Regions from separate parts of the Sus scrofa genome. Here region 2 is linked to region 1. Evidence: chromatin contacts called from public HiChIP or PLAC-seq data. All regions are on one chromosome and are shown on one strand. The core of a region is the stretch at or near the end of the contact, and the rest is flanking DNA. Distances in the headings are between cores, read along the strand shown.

The links. HiChIP or PLAC-seq counts read pairs in DNA pulled down with a chosen protein or histone mark.
Region 2: an H3K27ac HiChIP or PLAC-seq map of alveolar macrophages shows a contact between it and region 1. The contact joins the enhancer-like site here to the promoter of IDO1 in region 1. A contact is called at or near these places in 1 of 5 promoter capture datasets (liver), 19 of 47 Hi-C or Micro-C datasets (adipose tissue, alveolar macrophages, embryonic fibroblasts and 11 more) and 1 of 2 datasets of contacts at active chromatin or transcription factors (alveolar macrophages).

Annotation. Positions count from the first base shown.
Region 1 is chr17:9,241,847-9,247,375 of Sscrofa11.1, reverse strand. IDO1 (indoleamine 2,3-dioxygenase 1) reads right to left here and starts at 2,093. Exons shown (of 10, transcript NM_001246240.1): 1 at 1,995-2,093. The coding sequence starts at 2,093.
Region 2 is chr17:9,299,970-9,305,721 of Sscrofa11.1, reverse strand. IDO2 (indoleamine 2,3-dioxygenase 2) reads right to left here. Exons shown (of 12, transcript XM_021077736.1): 3 at 2,865-3,426; 4 at 2,525-2,636; 5 at 2,273-2,392. The coding sequence starts at 2,905. Among named protein-coding and RNA genes, the nearest start is that of IDO2, 26 kb to the right of the region's middle. Within about 2 kb of position 3,396, at least 10 of the 83 cell types and tissues checked have an H3K27ac peak or open chromatin away from gene starts, as enhancers often do. A contact at or near this core is called in adipose tissue and alveolar macrophages, where this site is marked.

The DNA.
Region 1 (5,529 bases), core at 844-3,343:
GTCACCTTTCCTGTTTACTCTGAATTTTTCTGCCGAACCACACAAATACTGTGTTTTAGTGTTTTTAGTAATGCATACATAGTTTTGTTGCTGTGTGTTTCACTGTGTGGCACACTCAAATTTTTGATTGTTGCTATTTCCCCCAAGTAACAGAAATACTTTATTATGTGTCATGATTAGTGTCCTATTGGACCAAGCTTTCAACAAAGGCAAAATTCAATCAGTAATATACTTCTGGTTCAGAGAATACCTAACTGATATTATATCAATTAATAAAGAATAACACAGAGGGCTGTTCAACTCCTGTTAGAGTAGAGAATATATTTTGCATGGATATGGAATAAGAAGACATATTATTTTCCTTTAGAATAGGAAGCTGATAGATCATAAGAGATGAATTGAACATTTTGAACCTATAATTTCCAGGAAAGATCTTCAGTGAAGAAATAAAATTTGGGTTTTTTTTCATGTTTCAAGACACAAATCTAACTTCTTAAGCATTTTAAGTAGCAGCATTATTTAAGTAGCTCAGGAAGAGTTTTGCTTCAATTTAGTTTTGAAGTTTTGCTTTAATCCTTGGAATGTGTTTTCAAGGTCTACAGAACTACCATGATTATTTTATTTTTTTTGAGAGAATTGACTTTTGAGGAGGGGAATGATATATTTGACATGAAGCTTTGCAGCTTCTGAAAAAGATTTTTTTTTCCTGGTACCATGGATAGTACATCCTTGAAACATTGCATCCTGGTCCCTGTGTGCTTACATGAAGAAGTGACAAGTCTGAATATTATTGATTTGCAAATACAAAGTAAAAGTGCTTTTAGCAGTCAAATTAAAACATATGCTTCATTTTTCTGGAATTAACAAGAATCTGAAGAGGAAATTAGATTGGAACCAAGAATTTGCTTTAGATGTGCCTGTTTTATGCAAGATATTTACAAGATATGATTTCTAACTACAGTTAGATTAGAATCTGACTAAAATATATATTTGCTGAATTTGAAGTTTTCTCTGGAGTGCATTCTGTTTGAGCCACAAATAGGGGCATATTGTCATACAGAACTGTCACAACAAGTAGCTGTTTCCTAGAAATCCTTTCTTGGAATCTCCTATTCCTTGTTAAACCCAAGAGTAGGGAGGAAAAAAAAAAAAAAAAAAAGCAACCCCTTGTATTCTCTTCTCTTAAGTGAGGCAGTGTAGCATAATAGGCACTAGATTTAAGATCTTGGGCTCTGGATCCAGCCTGATTACATCCAAGCCCTGGTATTTCAGGCTCTGTGAGTTCCAATAATGACTTAAATTCTGCATGGCTTATATTTCGCATCAGGATGATGAGATTGATATACATACCTTTCAGGCTGGTTGTAAAGATGGACAAAGTTAGTATCTGTAAATTGCTTAAAAAAAAAATGCAACAGGAGTGGTTTGGTGATTAAAGTGTTAATGATAAGATGCTTTTCATGGTGTTCTTTGGAAGATAACTTAGAAAAGGTAATTATAAGGTACACCTTTATTCTGCATGTCTTGCACTCTGTGGGCTTGATAACCACCTGGCAATATTAATAATAATAATACCACACAAGGTTGCTAGATGTCCCACTTCAAAAATATTATCAAAACAGGGACGCAGACTTCACCCAATCTAAGGTACATTAACTGAGAAATGTGGTTCCTTTGACTCATCAGTCATTTATTACTTTTTTCTTTTTTAAAATGCCCCCTGCCATGCCATTGTCTGAAGCCAAAATATTTCCACAATTTCCTTTTCTCACCCATCTCTATAACGGTGTAAGGTAAGTATGAAGTACCCCTAAGACTCATTTTCTAGGTAGAGAACTTTTAGAAAGTTAAGTGAAATCCCTTTATTAAAACACTGCCTCCGGTTTTAGCCCTGCTTTCCTGCTGAAACCCATTCATTCAATGGAAAGTGTACTTGTCCAGGTAAATCATGATAAGAAAAACATTTTGCCCATAATTTCAGTCCCCTCTCTTACCAGTGGATTTGGCAGAGCAAAGCCTAGGTTTTCATCTATGTGGTACTCTTCAAAGATCTTCCAAGAATTGTCCATAGGAGACCACCAATCAAGTGCCATCTTTGCAGGCAGCTCCTCTGGTCCTCCTTGCTCTTTGAGGAAGGAGAGCCAGAGCATCTATTTATTAGAGAGGATGCCATAGCCAGTGACCTCAACTCTTCACGTAGGCAGTAAAAACTACTTCCACTTTTAGAATAGTTTCATTTTCTACTTTCTTTGTCTGTAATTTGATGAAAAAAAATAATAAAACCACAAAAGCATCACTGTTCGTCATATGAAGAAACTGAAAGTTGATATTTCTTCTCAGACATTGATCACTGGGGACATCATTTGCTTACTGCTTTAGGAAATTAGAAGGGGCCCTTCTGAAATAACAAAAGCCATGAAACTAGGTGACCAGAAAGAACATTCTTATTTGATGGGAACTTCTTAATCTCCAAGTTCAAATAGTGAATTGGACCAACGCCTAAGGTGCTAAATCATCATTTAGTTATTTCTGTCACCAGCTTTCTTGTAATCTCCCAGAGGTCTTTGACTGTATTAGCGTCTTGACTCAGCAGCCATAAGGAACACCCGTGATGCCCAGAGTTAGGGACTGTGAAACAAAAGAAAAACACAAGGACTTGGAGAATTTAGAAAGATAGCATCTCTTCATCCCAAACCCCAATTTTCTTACTCAGTCTTTTGAGGTTGTTCACAGTGATACTGTTCTTTCCTCTTCATGTTCCCAATAAGAGCTTTTTTGTTTTGTTTTGTTTTGTGTTTTTTTTTTTTTTTGGCTGTGCCCGCAGCATGCAAAAGTTCCCTGGCCAGGGACCAAACCTGTTGCACCAAAGCTCTAACCTGAGCCACAGCAGTAACCACACCCGATCCTTAACTGCGAGGCCATCAGGGAACTCCCCCAATAAGTCATTTTTAAGGAAGATTTTCTTGCATCTCTACTTCATCCGACTGCTAAGGGACCAAGAAGGCAATAAGACCTTCCCATCTGTAATATGTCAAAAGTTGGTAGAAAGGATAAAACATCCTGAAAATGGTCCTTTTAAAATGCAAAGTAAGACTGCATTGAGCAAAGGTTGTCAGGGTGTCCTCAGGTCTGTGGTCACTTACAGGCATCATTTGATCATATACACCAAGCTGAAGCAGAAGAACCCATGTTGTTCCTTTTGATGATCAAAAGGAGTAAAAAGGAGTTTGTGTTTAGTACCTTAAAACAATGCACAGTGTTTCAATGTTCACACATCTCAATGTCCTATGATGAACCGTAATGGAAAAGAATATTTAGACAAGAGTGTGAATATGTATATAGATGTAGATATAGACATAGATCTGAATCACTTTGCTGCACAGCAGAAAATAACACATTATAAATCAAGTATACTTTGATTTTTTTTATTTATTTATTTCCTTTTTAGGGCTGCACCCCCGGCATATGGAGGCTCCCAGGCTGGGCTCCAACTGGAGCTGCAGCTGCTGGCCGGCATCACAGCCACAGCAGTGGGAGATGCGAGCCTCGTCTGTGACTGACACCACAGCTCCCGGCAACACCGGATCCTTAACCCCCTGAGGGAGGCCAGGGATCAAACCAGCATCCTCTTGGATACTAGTGGGATTTGTTTCCACTGAGCAACAACGGGAACGCCCTATATATCCATTTTAAAAAAGACAATGTAGTGGTGTCATGCAGAATGTCAGTACTTAAAATACATTTTAATAGTACATTGCATTGGAGTGACTACATTCTAGAATGGCTCTCACGCTATTCTTCCCATTACATTCTGTTTTTTGTTTTTCGTTTTTTTTTTTTTTTGGAAAGATGTAGTTTTCCAAGAATATGCTTTCTTTATGGTAAAGATAAAGGAAACTGAGATGAAAATTACACAGCACAGAGAACACAATGGCTACATTTCTTTAATGACTGCTTCATAGGAAGAGTTCCCGTTGTGGCTCAGTGGGTTAAGAACCTGACATAGTGTCCATGAGGATGCAAGTTCAATCCTTGGCCTTCCTCAGTGGGTTATGGATCTGGTGTTGCCACAAGCTTTGGGGTAGGTCACAGATGTGGCTCAGATCTGGTGTGGCTGTGGCTGTGGAGCAGGCTGGCAGCTGCAGCTCCCATTTGAACCCTATCCCAGGAAAGAAAATGAACAGTTCCCAAGGCTAAAACTGCTGAAACCAGGCCCAAGAGAAGAAAACAAACAAAAAATGTCATGTTGGTCTATCGTATCTACATGGAAGCCAAATACACCAACAAAAAAGAGGCATGTAATGAAGCCTTATGATTCTGTCTTGGAAAAAATCTCTGATGATTGAATTTGAGGAAGCTTGGCTTGAGAGAACTTTTTCTTGATTCTGCTTATCCAGCCATTTCATGAAATCTGTCCTGCCTTTGATGGCAGAAGCAATAATACTTTACTCTCCTACGTTTTAAGTTCTTCTAACTTTAACCATTTTCATATGTCTGAAACTATGTCCTCACTTGACTCTTAGTCTTTTTTTTTTATTGTAATTTTTATTTTATTTTTTTGCTTTTTAGGGCTGTGCCTGAGGCATATGGAAGTTCCTAGGCTAGGGTTTAATCGGAATTGCAGCTGCCGGCCTACCCCACAGCCACAGCAACACAGGATCCAAGCCACACCTGTGACCTACACCACAGCTCAGGGAAAGACCAGATTCTTAACCCACTGAACAAGAGCAGGGATCAAATCGAGTCCTCAAGGATATTAGTCGGATTCATTTCCGCTGAGCCACAGCAGGAACTCCGACCCTCAGTCTTGATTCCTTTTGATTTTCTTAGGCAATAACCTCATCTTTAAAATCCCTTTTCGAGTGATGTCAGAAGAACATCTTTATCTTATGCAGATCTTTATCTTTCTTTTGGCTTTTTCCCTGGGGCCAGATTGCTATTTTAGAAAATCTCTGATTGTCAGAACTCAGCCTTTGGCTTTATAGCCTCCTAGTTCTGAGCCTTTATATGAATCTGTCTGGCTTGTGTATAGCACCTGTTTTATGACTTGGACAATCTCTTCTCTGTAATTATATATATGTGTATATATTATTACATCTATATTATACACATGTTATTATATGTCCGTAATTATATATAATTACCTATACATTACATACATATATATTACATATGAATATATATATATTAACACATACATGAAGAGATAACAAAGCATTGCTTTTTTTTCCTTTCACTCCTGGATTTAACAAGGTACATGAATTTCCATAACAAGGATTTTTACAAACTAGTTACACGTTGTGACGATACTGTGCATTTCATGCTAGCATATCTTTTATTTGTTTATAGCTCAAATAGTCCACATTCTTGCGAGCACGTTCGAATGCAGCCAATAGATTTCTAATCAAAGATCCCCACATTACTGTACTTAGATATCTCAACATATTAAATAAAAGGAAAGGTGAAGGGCAACACACAATAAAAACAAAACAGGGAAAAAGAAAAGGAACAAAGCACTGATGGGCTAAA
Region 2 (5,752 bases), core at 2,147-4,646, 57 kb before region 1:
GTCTCATCTTAATGCCCCCTCCCCCACCTTGAACAACCTGCCCTGCTCCTTCCTGCCCTACTAGGAAAGGTATATGGCCCACTCCGCACCCCACCCCTATGGGGGCCTTATATGCCCCCAACCAACCAGCAAAAGTATCCTAAGATTACTTTCCCCCAACCAATCAGCAGGTCAGCAGGTGTATCGTAAGGCCTCCTTCTCCCTGGGCTATGAAAGCAGACATGACCACACGGCCAGGGTCGGCTCTCCCTGGTCAACAGGAAGCCATCCTGCTGCACTTGCAGCCTCTCTCGCCTCAATCAATGAACTCTACTTTCTTTCCATCTCACCATGCTCAATAAACTCTTCTTTCTTTTCACCCTGAAAGGAGTCCTGAGACTCTTCTCCCCATGTGCACAGACCATGACAAAACACATGATTCTTTTTTTCTTTTTTTTGGAGGGGGGAGTGGGCAAGTCCACGGCGTGCAGAAATTCCTGGGCCAGGGATCAAACCTGCACCACAGCAGTGACAACACTGGGTCCTTAACTTACTGTGCTACAAGGGAACTCCAACACATGATTTTTTTTTTATAGTTAGACATCCTGATATTTGAAAAGTCTGAAAAGGGGCAGCAGGGGATGTAGGGGGAACCCCGGGCATGGCAGGGGGAACAGGCAGCTCCAGGCTCAGGAGGCAGTGGACTCCATGGCAAAGAGCCATTTGCAGCAACATGGATGGACCTTGAGATGATTGCACTAAGTGAAGTCAGTCAGACAAAGATAAATATCATATGGGATGACTAATATGTGGAATATAATATAATAAAAAATGACACAAATGAACTTATTTACAAGACAGAATCACAGGTTTTTTTTTTTTTTTTTTTTTTTTTTTTTTTTTTTTTTTTAGGGCTGCACCCACGGCACATGGAGGTCCTCAGGCTAGGGGTCTAATCAGAGCTAATCAGAGCCTACATCACAGCCACAGCAACACCAGATCAAAGCCACATCTGCGACCTACACCAGAGCTCACAGCCACACCAGATTCTTAATCCACTGAGCAAGGCCAGGGATCGAACCCGCAACTTCATGGCTCCCAGTCAGATTAGTTTCCACTGTGCCACGATGGGAACTCCCCAGACTCACAGGTTTTAAAACCAGACTTGTGATTACCAAAGAGGAAAACACTGGGGGAAGGGATAAATTAAGAGTTTGGGACTAGCATATACACACTGCTATATACAAAATAGGTAAGTAACAAGGTCCCACTGTATAGCATGGGGAAATTCTACTCAATATTCTGTAATAACCTATACAGGAAAAGAATCTGAAAAGAAATTTAACTGATTCGCTTTGCAGTACACCTGAAACTAACACAATATTGTAAATAAGTGTTACAATTTATTGTAAATTAAATTAAATTTAAAAATTAAAATTAAATTAAAAAATTAAAAATTAAATAATTTTAAAAATTAAAATTAAAAAAAAAAGACTTGTGAGGGTCTGGAGAGAAAGAACATCAAGAAGTTGCCAGGGCCTCCTGGCTGTTGTGAGGACACCCAGGGGTCCATGCAGTTACTGGAACTCAAAGATCTCATGTCCCAAGGTTCAGAGCAAAACTGTAAATGTTATGCAAAGATTCAAAAGGGATTTACATGAATTATTAAGAGACAGACCCATACTGGTAGATAGTAAACAACATGAAAAACAAAAATAAGACTGGTGTTATAACATGCAACGTGCGCCTCTGACGTGATAGCAGCAGATCTGCGTTGTGGCCTTGAAATTTCCACAAACTTGCTATCTGACCTTGGGCGAGCAATTTAACTTCTGTTACCCCCACCCCACCCCCCGGTGTCTGCAAAATGGGCAGAGCTTGGCCATACTTACCTTCCGGGACGGTGAACACTGACTGTGATTATAGATGTGTAGAAGAGCACAAAACGCTGTTAAAAGGAAGCTGTTCTATTTTTTATGACATCTCAGGACTTGCCTTCAAATTGGAGACTTCAAAATTCTTGGAGGAGAGTGGGTACCAAATAAAAATTGAAAAAAAAAAAAAAAGATCCAAAACTTGATGAAAGGGCTACAGGTTCTAAAGAAAAGTAACCCTTGGCCAGAAGGTAGAAACATCTTTCATGTCAATGAACCCTTTGCCCTTCCTTCAATTCATATCCCCCAGGAGGGAGGAAACCCAGAAGGGACCCATTTTCAGGGAAAATAGTAGAGCAAGCACACCCCGGGTGCCGCAGACCTGCTGGATGACAAAACAGGCGTCCCTCTGCCCCTACCTCTTTGGGCTGCGTCTCTCCTTCCTGCCAGACATACCCCATGGTGATAAAGCTCAGGATCAGGTGGGCCAGGTGCTGCTCCTTGTAACCCGTGAGGAACTGGCAGTTCAAGAGGGGCATCTGTTCAAGAGAATTGCCAGATATTACCAGCTGCAGGAGTGGGATGGACATAGGGCTGCTGTGGCTTGAAGGGATCTTTGGGTGTAAAAGATGGGCTATGTTTCTTTGAAGGGCCTGAGTCTCTGCACACACCCATTCCTCCTCTGATCTTAAGATGCTGCCGTGTAGAAGGCATTTCAGATGATTTTGCTCACGAAGTGCCCCAAATTGTCCCCCTGATTTTGCTGGACTCTGGTCACCATCACTGAAATGACAGCTTAGTTAGAGCGTTGTAGAATAACTAAGTCCCAAGATTGCTATCATTTACTGAAGGGCCGTCTCCCAGGGCAATCTTTACAATCCTGCCTTAGGAAAGCACCTCGGCTAACTGGTCCATTTACCCCGAATAATAGCCCTGTAGCTGTGGGGATTACTCTCTTTGTTTTCTTCATAGGTAAACAGACCCAGTGGAGTTAGGAATGTGATCCGATACCTAGCTGAGCTGGAGTGAGGGTGGGGTGGGTTCAGTCCCATCCAAGCACGTCCAGTCCAAACACTTCCCGTGACCTTGGCTGAGTCTTTTCACCTCTCCACGCCTGCTTCCTCCTTGTTCAAGATGACTCTTCGGGAGGTTTAAAGGTGATGTTATTGAAGGCAAAACCTTGTACGCAAGTGAGTTACTACCCACAGCGCTACCCAAGCAAAAATGACTGTTTCTCAGTTTTGCTGGAGTGAGCCTGGCGAGTCTTGGTTGCCATCAACAGCCTCTGAGCTCCAGCTTCCTTGCACATCCTCCTAGAGTTTCCTCCATCCCCAATCCCTTCCCCAGCGCTAGACACAGTCTGATGTGGATCTTCCCAGGTGACGCTGTCCCGGGTCCGAAGCGCCAGAAGGGGCAGCGGTGGACGTCGCGGGTTGTCTCTTTAAGCTCCTAGATGAAGGATGGGCTGGGACCGGCCCAGCTGGAGCCTCAGCCTTCGCGATGGACTCCTTCCTCCGCTGTCCTCTAGGGGGCAGCATCTCCGTGTCTGTCCGCACTTTGCCAGACTTTGGCCCTAAAAATGGACTCGGGATAGAATCTAGAAAGGGGTGTGTGTGTGTGTGTGCGCGCGTGCGCGGCATAACGCTAAAAGTTTCCAACGCAGGGCGGTAATCTGTCTTCCCCCAAACCCACAGGCCAAAACTGAGAGTCTGAAAAAGATCTTTACATAGGGTCACAGAGCCAAGAGGGACTGAGCCAGGGGGTTACTTCAGTTCTGCAGACTGCAGCCCTGCTCTCTGAAGGCAACCCTGCCCAGTATAAATGAGAGCCATGTGTGTAATTTTACATTTTCTGTCAGCCAGATTTTGAGTAGAAAAAACAACAAAAACCCCAAGAAACAGATAGACTTAGTTTTAATAACATTTGATCTAGGATAATATAGGCAAAATATTATCAACATATAATAAGTATTAAAAATATCAAGATAGATAGGGAGTTCCAAGAGTGGCTTAGCAGAAAGGAATCTGACTAGCATCCATGAAGATGCAGGTTCAATCCCTGACCTTGCTCAGTGGGTTGAGGATCCAGAGCCTCTGTGAGCTGTGGTGTAGGTTGCAGAGGCAGCTCGGATCCCTCATTGCTGTGATTGTGGCTGTGGCCCACAGCTGTAGCTCCATTTCCACCCCTAGCCTGGGAACCTCCATAGGCTGTGGATGTGGCCCTAAAAAGACCAAAAACAACAAACAAAGCAAAAAAGACTTTGAAAAAAAACATATTAAGATAGTTTACACTCTCTTTTTATAGTGAGTCTTCAAACTTCAGTGAATATCTTACATGTCAATTTTTCATGGCCACATTTCAGGTGCTTGGTAGCCAGGAGTGGCTATTGACTTCTTACAGTGTGGCAGTCTCAAAGTGAGAGAATAAGGTGTCCTGACTGAGAAGGTTTCTCTTGGCTAGAGGTTCTGTTTTGTTTTTTGGAAACTTCCTGTGTATTTCAGAACCTATAGACTCTCCCCAGGCAAACATACAAATAATGTTTTAATTGATTAAAACAGAGACCTTTGTAATGGGATTTTTTTCTACCAAAAAAAAAAAAAAAAGAATGTCATGATTAGGAAAAGAGTGAGATAAGAACTTTAAATACTTTTGTCAGTTTCAGGTTATCAACTTAATTACATAATTGTTTTTCCCTGTAAGGTGGAAAGCAAAGGCTTTTGCAAAAGCAAGAGTAGTTTAGCTTCATTGCATCAAAACACAAAACAGTTTTCTTTTGTGCCTAGCAAGAGCTGGCTGGCATATTTCCCGATTCTCTGAATATTGGTTACAACGTCTCTTTGTATAAATATGAAGGAGGCTGAGTTGAGAATACTGAGCACATGGAGTAAGATTTTCACAATTGGTCTCAAAAACCCTGGTTTAGGAGTTCTCGTGGGTTAAGGATCCAGTATTGTCACTGCAGGGGCTCGGCCACATGCCACAGGCAAGGCCAAAAACAAAACAAAACCAAATGAAAATCAAATTACAACAGAACAAAAAACCCACCCATATTTAGGCAGCATTTGCTTAACTGAAGCAAACTATTTTTCTGGAATCAGGTTTTCCCTTATTTATTTGGGCTTATATTGAGTTTTTTTATTTGTTTATTTCTTTGCTTCCCCAAAGTTCCTTTTACACAGCAACTTATTTTTAGGAGGTAAATAAACTGGAAACCTTTAATCAGATTTTTTAAAGCACTGGTTGTTTATCTTCAGGTTTTTACTGGAAGCCTCAAGTCCTGAAACTCCCTCCTCTTTTTTTTTTTTTGTCTTTTTATGGCTGTACCCATGGTATATGGAAGTTCCCAGACTAGGAGTCAAATCAGAACTGCAGCTGCTAGCCTACGCCACAGCCACAGCCACAGCAACTCAGGATCCGAGCCACATCTTCGACCTACACCACAGCTCACCGCAGTGCCATATCCTTAACCTCACTGAGCGAGGTCAGGGATCGAACCTGCAACCTCATGGATAGTAGTCCCGTTCGTAACCCACTGAGACACAACTGGAACTCCAACTCCTCCTTTTTGACGCACTTCTTCTCTTCCTACTGTTTAGTAACTTGGGGTTATCCATTCATCTCAGGAAGAGAGGTTAGAGTTGTCAGGTTTAGTAACAAACATAATTTTCCTCCTCATGTTTCTAGAATATTTCTGAGTTCTCTCTCTTGGGTAGCTTCCTGTGAGTAAATCAGTTGCCTGTCGAGCTTTGACCCAGGGGGTGGAGAAGGGGGAATCTTTCTCTTCCTCTAAGACAGGGGAGTGTAAGTCGACAAACACATTTTTTACCAAGATATAGGGAAATACACTGAGGCTTTCTAAGAACATGGTGGTTGGCCTGGGAGTACTGTAAGATGAAAAG